Regions from separate parts of the Sus scrofa genome. Here region 2 is linked to region 1. A link is a contact called in public targeted proximity ligation data. All regions are on one chromosome and are shown on one strand. The core of a region is the stretch at or near the end of the contact, and the rest is flanking DNA. Distances in the headings are between cores, read along the strand shown. Region 1 has its middle 140 kb from the start of NUDT4. Region 2 has its middle 190 kb from the start of EEA1.

Region 1 (5,066 bases), core at 834-3,333:
TAAAATGGCTTTGTCATTTTGCATTCCTACACCATGGGCAAGAGTTCTACTTACCCTGCATCCTCATCAGCACTTGATATTATCAATTTTTATTTTATGTTATGTTATTTTACTTTACTTCAGTTTAGCCATTCTTTTATGTGTATAGCTTCTCAGAGTGGTTTTCATTTGCATTTCTCTAACAATGTTGAGCATCTTGTATGCTTATTGAGAATTTATATATTTTTAAGTTTCTTTTCAAGTTATTTGTTCATTTTGTAAATCGGATTTTTCCCTTAGTTCTTTTTTTTTTTTTTTTTTTTTTTTTTTTTTGCCTTTCTATAAGGCCGCACCCGCTGCATATGGAGGTTCCCAGGCTCAGGGTCTAATGGGAGTTGTAGCCACCAGCCTATGCCAGAGCCACAGCAATGCCAGATCCAAGCCTAGTCTGCAACCTGCAACACAGCTCATGGCAACACCGGATCCTTAACCCGCTGAGCGAGGCAAGGGATCAAACCCACAACCTCATTCTTCCTAGACAGATTCCTAGACAGATTCCTTAACCACTGAGCCATGACGGGAACTCCCTGAGTTTTGAAAGATCTTATACATTCTGGCTAAAAGCCCTAATATTCCTGCTTACTTTTTTAATCTTCCTAAAGGGAAGATATCAGACACTTCTGAGAAGAGAATAGAGATGGTGTTTAGCCCATACTTATTCGTCACAAGGGAGACAGATGTTTATAGAAGACAGGAAAGGCCTTGATTATATAGTAACCTAGAATTTTTCATTCTCTTCATCTTATTCCATACAAGTTAAAACAATATGGTGGAGGATCTATGGTCAGAGAGAAGAAAGACATAATATAACACAAAAAATTTCTAATAGTGGGCTAAAACCAGTAAGGGAAGAGCTAGATTAGTAGCTGTTTCACTTTGAGACTAGACCAGGAGTTGCCATTTTTGTTCTATCCTTTCTCTTAAGAGTTAAGAATCTCCCTTACTTCCTGCATCTCCAGCTCCAATGCGACACATCAGTCTGGCTGAATACCTGAGTCAGAATCAGAGAGAATGAGATTGGTCCTGAGAAAAGGGAACCAAGAAAGGAGAAGAAGAGGAGATCCCTGGTGCCTTAGGAGAACTCGGTATGTACTAAGCCGTGACTTTACTAGACTCCCAGAGCATGTGTGATCAATAGAAATATTTTTAGGTAGCAAAGTCTGAGAGGTGGTAATCTACTTGGGACTGCTGGAAAATCATGAAGGGCATGATGCTGTGTTTGCAAAGTTCTTCACAATGGATTGCAAATATCAATTCTCCACATCAAAGAAGAGAGCAAAGGTGAAGCTTTTTAGTAATGGACCATAACATCCCACCTCCTAGCCATTATGGACAGAATTAGGAAGAGAATGAGCCCAACTCCCTATCTGTGTTCCCATTACACAGCTCTCGCTAAGGAAAGATAGGTGGAAAGATAGATGGATAGACAGATAGATAGATGATAAATAAATATATAATCACTGGCTTTTAACTCTAATCGAATAATCCTAGAATTTCTGATTCTGTATTACTTACTTGATCTGAGAATATGTTGTGGTTTTGAAGCACTCATAGCATCTAAGAAATGAAAAAAGACAAATTCAAAGTGCTTGACCTTTCTACGGTAAACCTAAATAGTCAATCTACTTTCATTTCCTTTCTCTTATGTCAAAATAGACAGTTAAACCTCAAGTACAGAAATGCGAATTTCTGTTGGCACAGATGATACCAAATGTACCCCAGTAAATCGCTACATGTCTTGACCTCTACAGCTCTTCTGCTGCTCCCTATATTTTGGACTGAGTATTTCCTTAATTGTCTCTACTTACATAGGTCAGTTCCACCTCATGGAAGTGTGTGTAAGATGAGCGGTTCTGAAAATACGTCATCATGGATCATCAGTTATAATGAGAAGTAGATTAAGCCAGGGGCACACCATCAAATGATCTGCCAGAGGTACAGTTGACAAAGTCTTCATCAGTCATTACTGATATAAATACCATCCTCCTCAGCGGACCATTTGCAATGTGTCTCTCAGAGCTAAATCAGTACTCTTAATTGCAACATCAGTTATGGGCCCTGCTCAATGATGAGACGAGCAAAGATATGAGGATGTTCTCAGCCAAAGCTATTTATACACACCGCACGGTCCTAAATTATCTGGCAGGGAGGGGATGGGAAACGGCAGAAAGTTGACAGGACTGAAAACTGAATCCATCCCCCACTTTTTGGACCATTCCCACAAGAGAGACTATTCTAGGCACCTCCTTTCTGAGAGAAAAAGGTAAGAAATCTCAAATCCTGTGAGAATGCCGTCTACCCAGGTGTCAACTGACATTTCACTGCTAATACTCCTTTTTATTGTGTGAGTCCAAAACTTTAAACAGACTACGGGAAAGAAAATTCAAGTTGCATATATATCAGATTAAATGAGGAGTCTTCGTAGACTCTCCTTTTGTCCTTAAAATAGAATAAGGTTGTAGAGGAGAAAATTGATTTGGTTATTTCAGAACTTGGAGAATAAAAAGTCCAGACTTCAATATAAAAACTTTCTGCAACATAATATATAAATGTTAATTACATATTCATTAACTGATATATTAAATGCCAGAGATTCAAAATAAATACAGGAAGAATAGTAAATGTATGATATATTGGGGAAGAAATAGTTATAATTGTAACTTCATTCATTTAGTGCTTCTATGTGTCAAGAGACTGAATGCTAAGAACCCTGCCTATAATATCTCAATGAATTCTTCCTACAACTCAATAATAGATATGTTATTGTCCATGTGTTATTGATAAGGAAACTATGGCTCAAAACATCAACTGGTATAAGTCACATACCATTTTTTAAATTTATTTTTTGATTGTTTTTCTTTTTTTCTTTTTTTTCTTTTTACAGCCACACCTGTGGCATATGGAAGTTCTGAGGCTAGGGGTTGAATACGCCATAGCTACAACACCACCAGATCCAAGCAATGCTGGATCCTTAACCCACTGAGGGAGGCCAGGGATGGAACCTACATCCTCATGGACACTATGTTGGGTTCTTAACCTACTGAGCCACAATGGGAACTCCCTCACATACCATTTAGTGATAATTCAAATTCTCATCAGACTCCAAAGTCTTTACTTTAAAACATTACTCTTTATTCTATGTATTTGTACCAACTTCATAGCTTAACTTACTCCTATATCCTGCTTCCCTGACCTACTTATGACCTTCCAAGGTAACTAATCTCTTTCTTGTCTCTCCTTCATGCATATTTAAGCTGTGAATCCACTGTGAACAGTTTGACATTCTACTTATTTCTCGTCTCAAGGCTAAAAATGAGAACACAATTGGTTCAGCTTTTCCCTGTCTGAGCAAAGATAGTGCCTCAGGCCCCTCATAACAGTGATTGTCCATGTTCAGGTACCTGGTCTTGTTCCAATTAGCTGGTGGCTGGTAGAGAGGAAGCAGGAGAGAAGGGGAGCCCCGCCCTGTTAGCTGGGGCTATGCGTCAGTTCTCCTTTGCAGAGGCTGCAGAAACTGGAATTGACTAGAGTAATACAAATATGGTGAAGGAATTCTGAATATACCACTGTGAAGAATTTTCTTTTCTGAATTCTTCCTATCTGACTAAAAGCAGAACCTCCCAAAAGAATTCAGCTGTCATAAATGCCCTCCAGAAACAAGGAAAGACTGACTCCTATCACTGGAAATAGCACCAGAATAAGAAACTACCTAAATAGACATTGTCACTTTACTATCGTATCTCCTACCTAGCCTCCTAAAGGCTCATTTACCTTCTCCAAAAGTCATTTGGTTTTCTCATTAGTTCCCTTTTCTCCCCTCTCTTCCCCTATTATGAAGGTATATAAGCCTCAAATTCTAAATGCCTCCTTGAGTCACATTTTTCTCTGAATTCCATGTACATAATATGAATGAAAAATCATTTTCTTTTCTTCTTTTCTTTTTTTTTTTTTTTTTTTTTTTTTTTTTGTCTTTTTGTCTTTTCTAGGGCCGCACCCACGGCATATGGAGGTTCCCAGGCTAGGGGTTTAATCAGAGCTGCAGCTGCCGGCCTACACCAGAGCCACAGCAATGCCAGATCCAAGCTATGTCTGCGACCTACACCACAGCTCACGGCAACGTCGGATCCTCAACCCACTAAGCAACACCAGGGATCGAACCCACAACCTCATGGTTCCTAGTGGGATTCGTTAGTCACTGCGCCACGACGGTAACTCCAAAACATCATTTTCTTCTTTTACTGTCCTTTGTCATATTCATACCTGACCTCCAAAGATAGAACCTAAGAGGGTAGAGAAAAAGTTTTTCCCCTCCACAAATAGTTTGAAACCATCAAATATTACGCTGTAAAAGAGTAGTTAATGACATGAAAAAATCCACTATCTGTTAAGCTAAAAAATAAGGCTTCTAAACTCAAACATAGTGTTAGGTACCATTTCTATAAATACATATGTCTGTATACATGCACTGAAAGTCTGAAAGTTGTTCACTGCATTGTTAACAACTATTACCTTGAGGACTAGGAACAATTTTAACTTTTGTTTTTATTCCATTTTATAATATGCAAACCACAATAATACGTTTACATTACTTTCTATATTGAAAAATATGCACATATTTTCTTTTTGAGAAAATAATAATCTAAGCATGCCATTTGTAGAAGCTATATTATTTTTAAATTTGTCCTTGAAAAGTAAAGATGAAATTAAAATTTTATCTATGAAAATGATCATTGTCATATTGGCAAAATAAAATTTAAAGGAAAAAAATTCCAAAAGTACAGCACTGAAAAAATAAATTAAACGATATCTATAAAGTGGATATTTTGTGATCATAAACATTATTTCATGAAAGATATGACATGCAAAGATGTATACAATATACTAATAGGGAAAAAACAAGTTACAAAACAATAAATTATATTGTACAGTACTTTATAGTTCAAAATTACACAAATGTATTGATGCCTAGAAAATAATCTGGAAGAATTTAACAAAAAGGGCTGAGATTACAGATGGTTTTGATTTTC
Region 2 (5,526 bases), core at 1,658-4,157, 70 kb before region 1:
GAGGTTGCGGGTTTTATCCCTGGCCTTCCTCAGGGGTTAAGGATCCTGCATTGCCATGAACTGGGGTGTAGGTTGCAGACTTGGCTCAGATCTGGCGTTGCTGTGGCTCTGGAGCAGGCTGGCGGCAACAGCTCCAATTAGACCCCTAGCCTGGGAACCTCCATATGCTGAGGGTGTGGCCCTAAAAAGACAAAAGACAAAAAAAAAAGGGGGGGGACTGAGGCTTCTTGACTGTCATCTAGATATTAATTTCATAAATTTTAGATATTATAAATCCTTTCTCATTCTGTCCCCTTTTTGCTAATTTTGCATATTATGTCTTTCCTCTAACCAAAATTCTTAATTTTTAAAGTAGATTTGACTAAATTTTCTTTTTTTTAAAATTCATATTTTCCATTATAGATGATTTACAGTGTTCTGTCAATTTCTACTGTACAGCAAAGCAACCTAGTCATACATATATATATATGTTCTTTTTCTCATATTATCCTCCATCATGTTCCATTACAAGTGACTAGATATAGTTCCCTGTGCTATACAGCAGGATCTCATTACTTAACCATTCCAAGTGTAATAGTTTGCATCTATTAATCCCAAACTCCCAGTCCATCCCACTCCCTCCCCCTCCCCCTTGTCAACCAAAAGTCTGTTCTCCAAAGATTTGACTAAATTTTCAACTTACAGCTTGGATTTTGAGGATCCACTTTAACACCTCCACTATTCTCTTCTAGTAGTTTTATAATTTTACTTTCACACTGGATTTCTCCTTTATGTATGCTTGAGATAGTGAACCAATCTGTCTTCATATAATAAAGTGAACCAATCTATCTTCGTATAATAAGCTCTTTCCCACTACCAAGTAGTGGGTTTTAGACAATTCATCCTTTCCCCACTGATTTATTGTGCTATGTTTATTCCCAAAGGCTCCTGTGTAGACTTGGGTCTGTCTCTGATGCTCTATTCTTTTTCTTAAGGGTATTTGACTGCTTCTGCACCAGTTCCACACTGGTTTTATCTAGGAGAGTGAATCCCTCCTCTTTGCTCTTCCTTTTCAAAACTGACTTATGTATCATGAACCTTTATCCCTTTGTATAGATTTAGAATAAGCAGGTTGAAGTCCTCAAAAACACTTTGCCATAATTTTAACATTGAGTTTATAGGTAATTTTAAGGGAAACTGACGTATTTACATGTCAAAGATATGGTACAGCTTTCCATTTTTTCATTTCTTTAAAAACATGTAATTGAGTTTTAAAATTTTCTCAGAAAAATCTTTGTTAGGTTATTTCCTACAAACTTTATAGTTTGAAAATGGAATCTTATTTTCTATTGTATTTTCTAGATGGTTTTGCTAAAGTTGATAAAAACTAGTAACTTCAAAAAATGATCAGATATTCACCATCCTTGCTGAAGTCCTTTCCTTTATTTCATTTTGTTGATTAGATCCAGGAACTCCAATATGTACAACAATTAACAATCAATGGTTACTAAACAGGAACAATGAAAGCAATACATGTCTGAATTCTCTTTTAAAAATCACATGGTCTGGTTCTTTAGAGTTTTCAAACAGTGCCTATATATATTACACTGTTTGAATTTTACAAACACCCCAAGAAGATAGGGAGAATAACTACTGGCCAATTTCACAGACAAAACTCAGTACAGCTGGGTTTGGGGAGCACGCAATTAGAAAGGAACAAAATTCATATTCAGGTCTTCTAAGTTCTCTTATTACAGCAGGCTAACTTAGGTCTAGTCAAAATATGTAAAACTGCATGATTTAATTCAGTAATATACAAAGTAAATTTTTATTTACCTCATATCATCCTGCAAAAGATGATATGATATAATCCTATCATTTTTAAAGAAAGCTGTACCAACTGATATTAAAGGTTCTAAATATATCTTAAAGGTTTAAGAACCATGGAGCCATATTAATTTAGGTTGTAATTCTATTAAAATTTGGGGCCTATACAATGGCAAAACACTCAGTTTGAGTGTTTAGGTGAACAAGTCAATACTGTGGAGCAGAGGGAAACTGGGGAGAAATATTAATCAAATTGATGTTTCTAATATTGCAAAGCACAACTTTTATTTGCTTGGACTCATTTAACATTTAAAAGCTGCTGTAAAAATAGTAGTATTTCCATTTTTCAGGAGAAAAAACTAGGTAAATCAGTTTCTTAATTGTGCAAAAACAGCCTGTTGGGAAATGACAGACCTGTGAACAGAACTCATGAATTAAGCCTGAGTTTGGTCTACCAGCAATGTGTAATCAAGCCTCAGTGATTCTCTCCCGGAAATCAATGCCCCTTAAATACAAGGAATGACATTTCAACAGACACACAAGCAAATAATTCCCACAGCCCCTTTAAAAGACTGTCAGGAAGCAATTAGGACAGCATTTGTTTCTGACAACTAGGATATTTTCCTTCCTATCACTTGCATTTCCACTTAAGGAATGTGTGAGAGACAGTCGCCTCTAAATGTTGCTGTTACCTAGTGTGTACGCACTGCACTGACCTTTGAAGGAATGCCAGGTGAAGAGCAAGAAAACACCCATAAAGACAAAAAGATGCTCAAATAAGAAGAATCAAAGTATATCAGAAGAGCAAACCAGAAAACTATAGCCTTTTTTAAATGCAGCTTTGCAAACTGAGTAATAAAATACAATAATGTGGAGTTCCCATTGTGGTTCAGCAGGTTAAGAACCTGACTACTATCCATGAGGATGCAGGCTCTATCCCTGGCCTCACTCAGTGGGTTAAAGAATCTGGCATTGCCATGAGCTACAGCGTAGGTCACAGACTTAGCTCAGATCTGGCGTCGCTGTGGCTGTGGCTGAGGCTGGCAGCTGGCAGCTGCAGCTCCGATTCATCCCCAAGCCTGGGAACTTCCATATGCCACAGGTGCAACCCTGGGGAAAAAAAAAAAAAGGAAAAAATAGAACACAGTAATGTAACTAATAAGAAGGCCTACATAAATGTGAACAAAATGGGGGGAAAGGAACTGCTTCAAATTCATTAGAGTTATTAGAACCACTGATTTCCTTTGAAACAGCACATGATTTATAATGACATTTACTGTAAGCTAGCTAGCAAAAATCTTATTTTTATGGGGAATAAATATTGTCAGAAAGACTAGTAGATTCTATTTTAAATCCTCAAGATTGTAAAATTGAGCTTTTGCAAATGAAGGGGAAAATTTGGCTCTTGAACAGGATTATTATGGAGTCAGTAATTTTTACTTAATCTCTTCTTATCAGCAAAAGGAAAAAAGGAATTGCCTCAACCTAAACTAATACAGTTTTCTGTGGCATAATAGACCATTACAGCAAATAATGCAGTGGCTGGCTCTACTGAATGAATCTTCTTTTAAAAAAAATGCCCATGCTTGTTAAACACATGAACTGTATGGGTTTATATTTGGCCAACTCATGTCCGCGCACCTGTTCATTCAGGCATTAGCACTTGTAAAGCAGATGAATGTTTCTGTACAGCGATGGATAAAAATAAACAACTATTCTTGTAACATTATCAAAATGATGTGACCAAATAGAAGATTGTGTTTCATGGGATAAAGTAGTCAAATTAGACATTTCCTCACGTTTTATGACTAGTTTGTCTTATTCACTGTGTATAAAATAGCTGACCTCCATTCCAGGAGAATGAGTAGCAACCATATTTAATGCTGTTTGCTCAGGGGCTCAAATACCGTTTTCATCGCCTCTGAGGCATAGCTTCTGAAAGTGATTCTGTCACATAGAGACCCAACCCTGGTGCATAACAGAGGAACATTTAATTCAATCAACAGTATATTTCTCCTGCGGAATAACCATGGTATTTCAACGTTGGCCAACTCTTTAGAAATAAAGTAGGTAGATGTTGGATAAGTCATTATCTTTTGGAGTGATGAGCTTATTTTTGGAGTGAGTTTATATACACATACATATTCATCTCCAGAAGAAGTTCCCCAGGACAAGTTATAAGAGCAGCCAGCAGTATCTCTCCTCATCTCACTCACTATATTTGAGCCACACTGGCACCAGGCTCCTTGAAAAATCTAGGGGTGGTTGTTTAAATCACTGTTCACAAAATTTTCCTATATGAAATTATTCATCCACATCCTTTGTTATGTGACTGCAAAGTACTGCCTACTGTGGGTAAAAGATTTTCCCTATTGTATGGATTTTGGACAGGGCCATACAGTTTTCTTTAGCCAATGAAATCTTCCTGAACATGACGTGAGGTCTTAAATGTGCTTGTGTGATTGCTTTTGGGCTGCAGCTGCTCCACAGACCCATGTGAAAGAAATAAATGCTTACAGTTTTAAGCCAGAGTGTGGATGATTGGTTATACCAGATTATTGCAGCAAAACGTCTCCATGCATGAGCATGTACCATTCCCTCCACCAGGAATATTCTTCCCCCAGTTAACTCCTACTTCTTAAGATATACTTAAATATCTTGGTTTAAATGTTTAGTACACAGGAGAGATAATGCAAACCAGACTAACTGCCCTCTCACCTCCTGTGTTTCCCATTTTGTAAGATTCGTTACACTTAGAGTTATTTGCTGCATGTCATCCAACTAAACAGTTAGCTTTTTTTGAGGGATGGGACCACAGTGTCTTATTCATTGGTTATTTCCAACACAGAGCTCACGATGCCTAGCACAGAGTGGATTTAATAAATATTTTTAAGTAATCTTTTTTTTTTTTTTTGAGGTATGTGGTTCTGTTACTTACAGTTGGGTAGAAATAACTTTCTGGGTTTTAATTTTCAGCAACTATATAAAATATACAATGATACCTATCTCCTAAGGCAGTTATGATTAAATAAATTAACCAATAAATTTAACATTCCAACTAGCCGACACATAGACACAAAGAAGGCACTTAGTAAACTATGATTTTTTTTATAAGAAAGATAAATATATCTTCCTTCTGTCTTATAAAGTGATATTTTGGGAGGAAGAAAAAAAGTTACATTGTGTTGCTATATATTATTGTTTAATTTGGATATTTAAAAACATCATGCTTATTCACTATGATGTAAGCCCATTTTAGAAAAAATTTAAGGTAGAATTCAGCTAAGAAGACAGGGTTTGCAATTGACACTTGGTTTATTTCAAACATTTATCATTAAGTGAATCCATCCCTTTAAAAAGGAATGAAATTTATCCTTCCTATTTAATTTTTTTGATCCTTAGAGTTGGCATTTATTTTTTAAAATATTCATTACCACAAGCAGCTTTTGCATCAATAGAACTTTAATTTTAATCAGTCTTTCTTTTGCCAAAAGCAACACGTCCACTATATAAATTTAGAAGATGCAGATAAGTATAAAGTAGGAAATTTTATTTCTGTAATACCACCACCCAAAGATAGCTACTGTATGTCCTTCCAAATATGTTTTATTCCAATACATCTTTTAAAAATAATGATGGGATGGTGTTGTACATTGCCCATTTGGGGTTGCTTTTTCACTTAAATTGTCATGACTGTCATTTTATACTAAAAAATACTCA

Evidence for each region.
Region 2: a targeted proximity ligation map of skeletal muscle shows a contact between it and region 1. A contact is called at or near these places in 2 of 47 Hi-C or Micro-C datasets (embryonic fibroblasts and skeletal muscle) and 1 of 2 datasets of targeted methods (skeletal muscle).

What each region holds. Positions count from the first base shown.
Region 1 is chr5:89,866,423-89,871,488 of Sscrofa11.1, reverse strand. No RefSeq gene overlaps it. Among named protein-coding and RNA genes, the nearest start is that of NUDT4, 140 kb to the right of the region's middle.
Region 2 is chr5:89,936,397-89,941,922 of Sscrofa11.1, reverse strand. No RefSeq gene overlaps it. Among named protein-coding and RNA genes, the nearest start is that of EEA1, 190 kb to the left of the region's middle.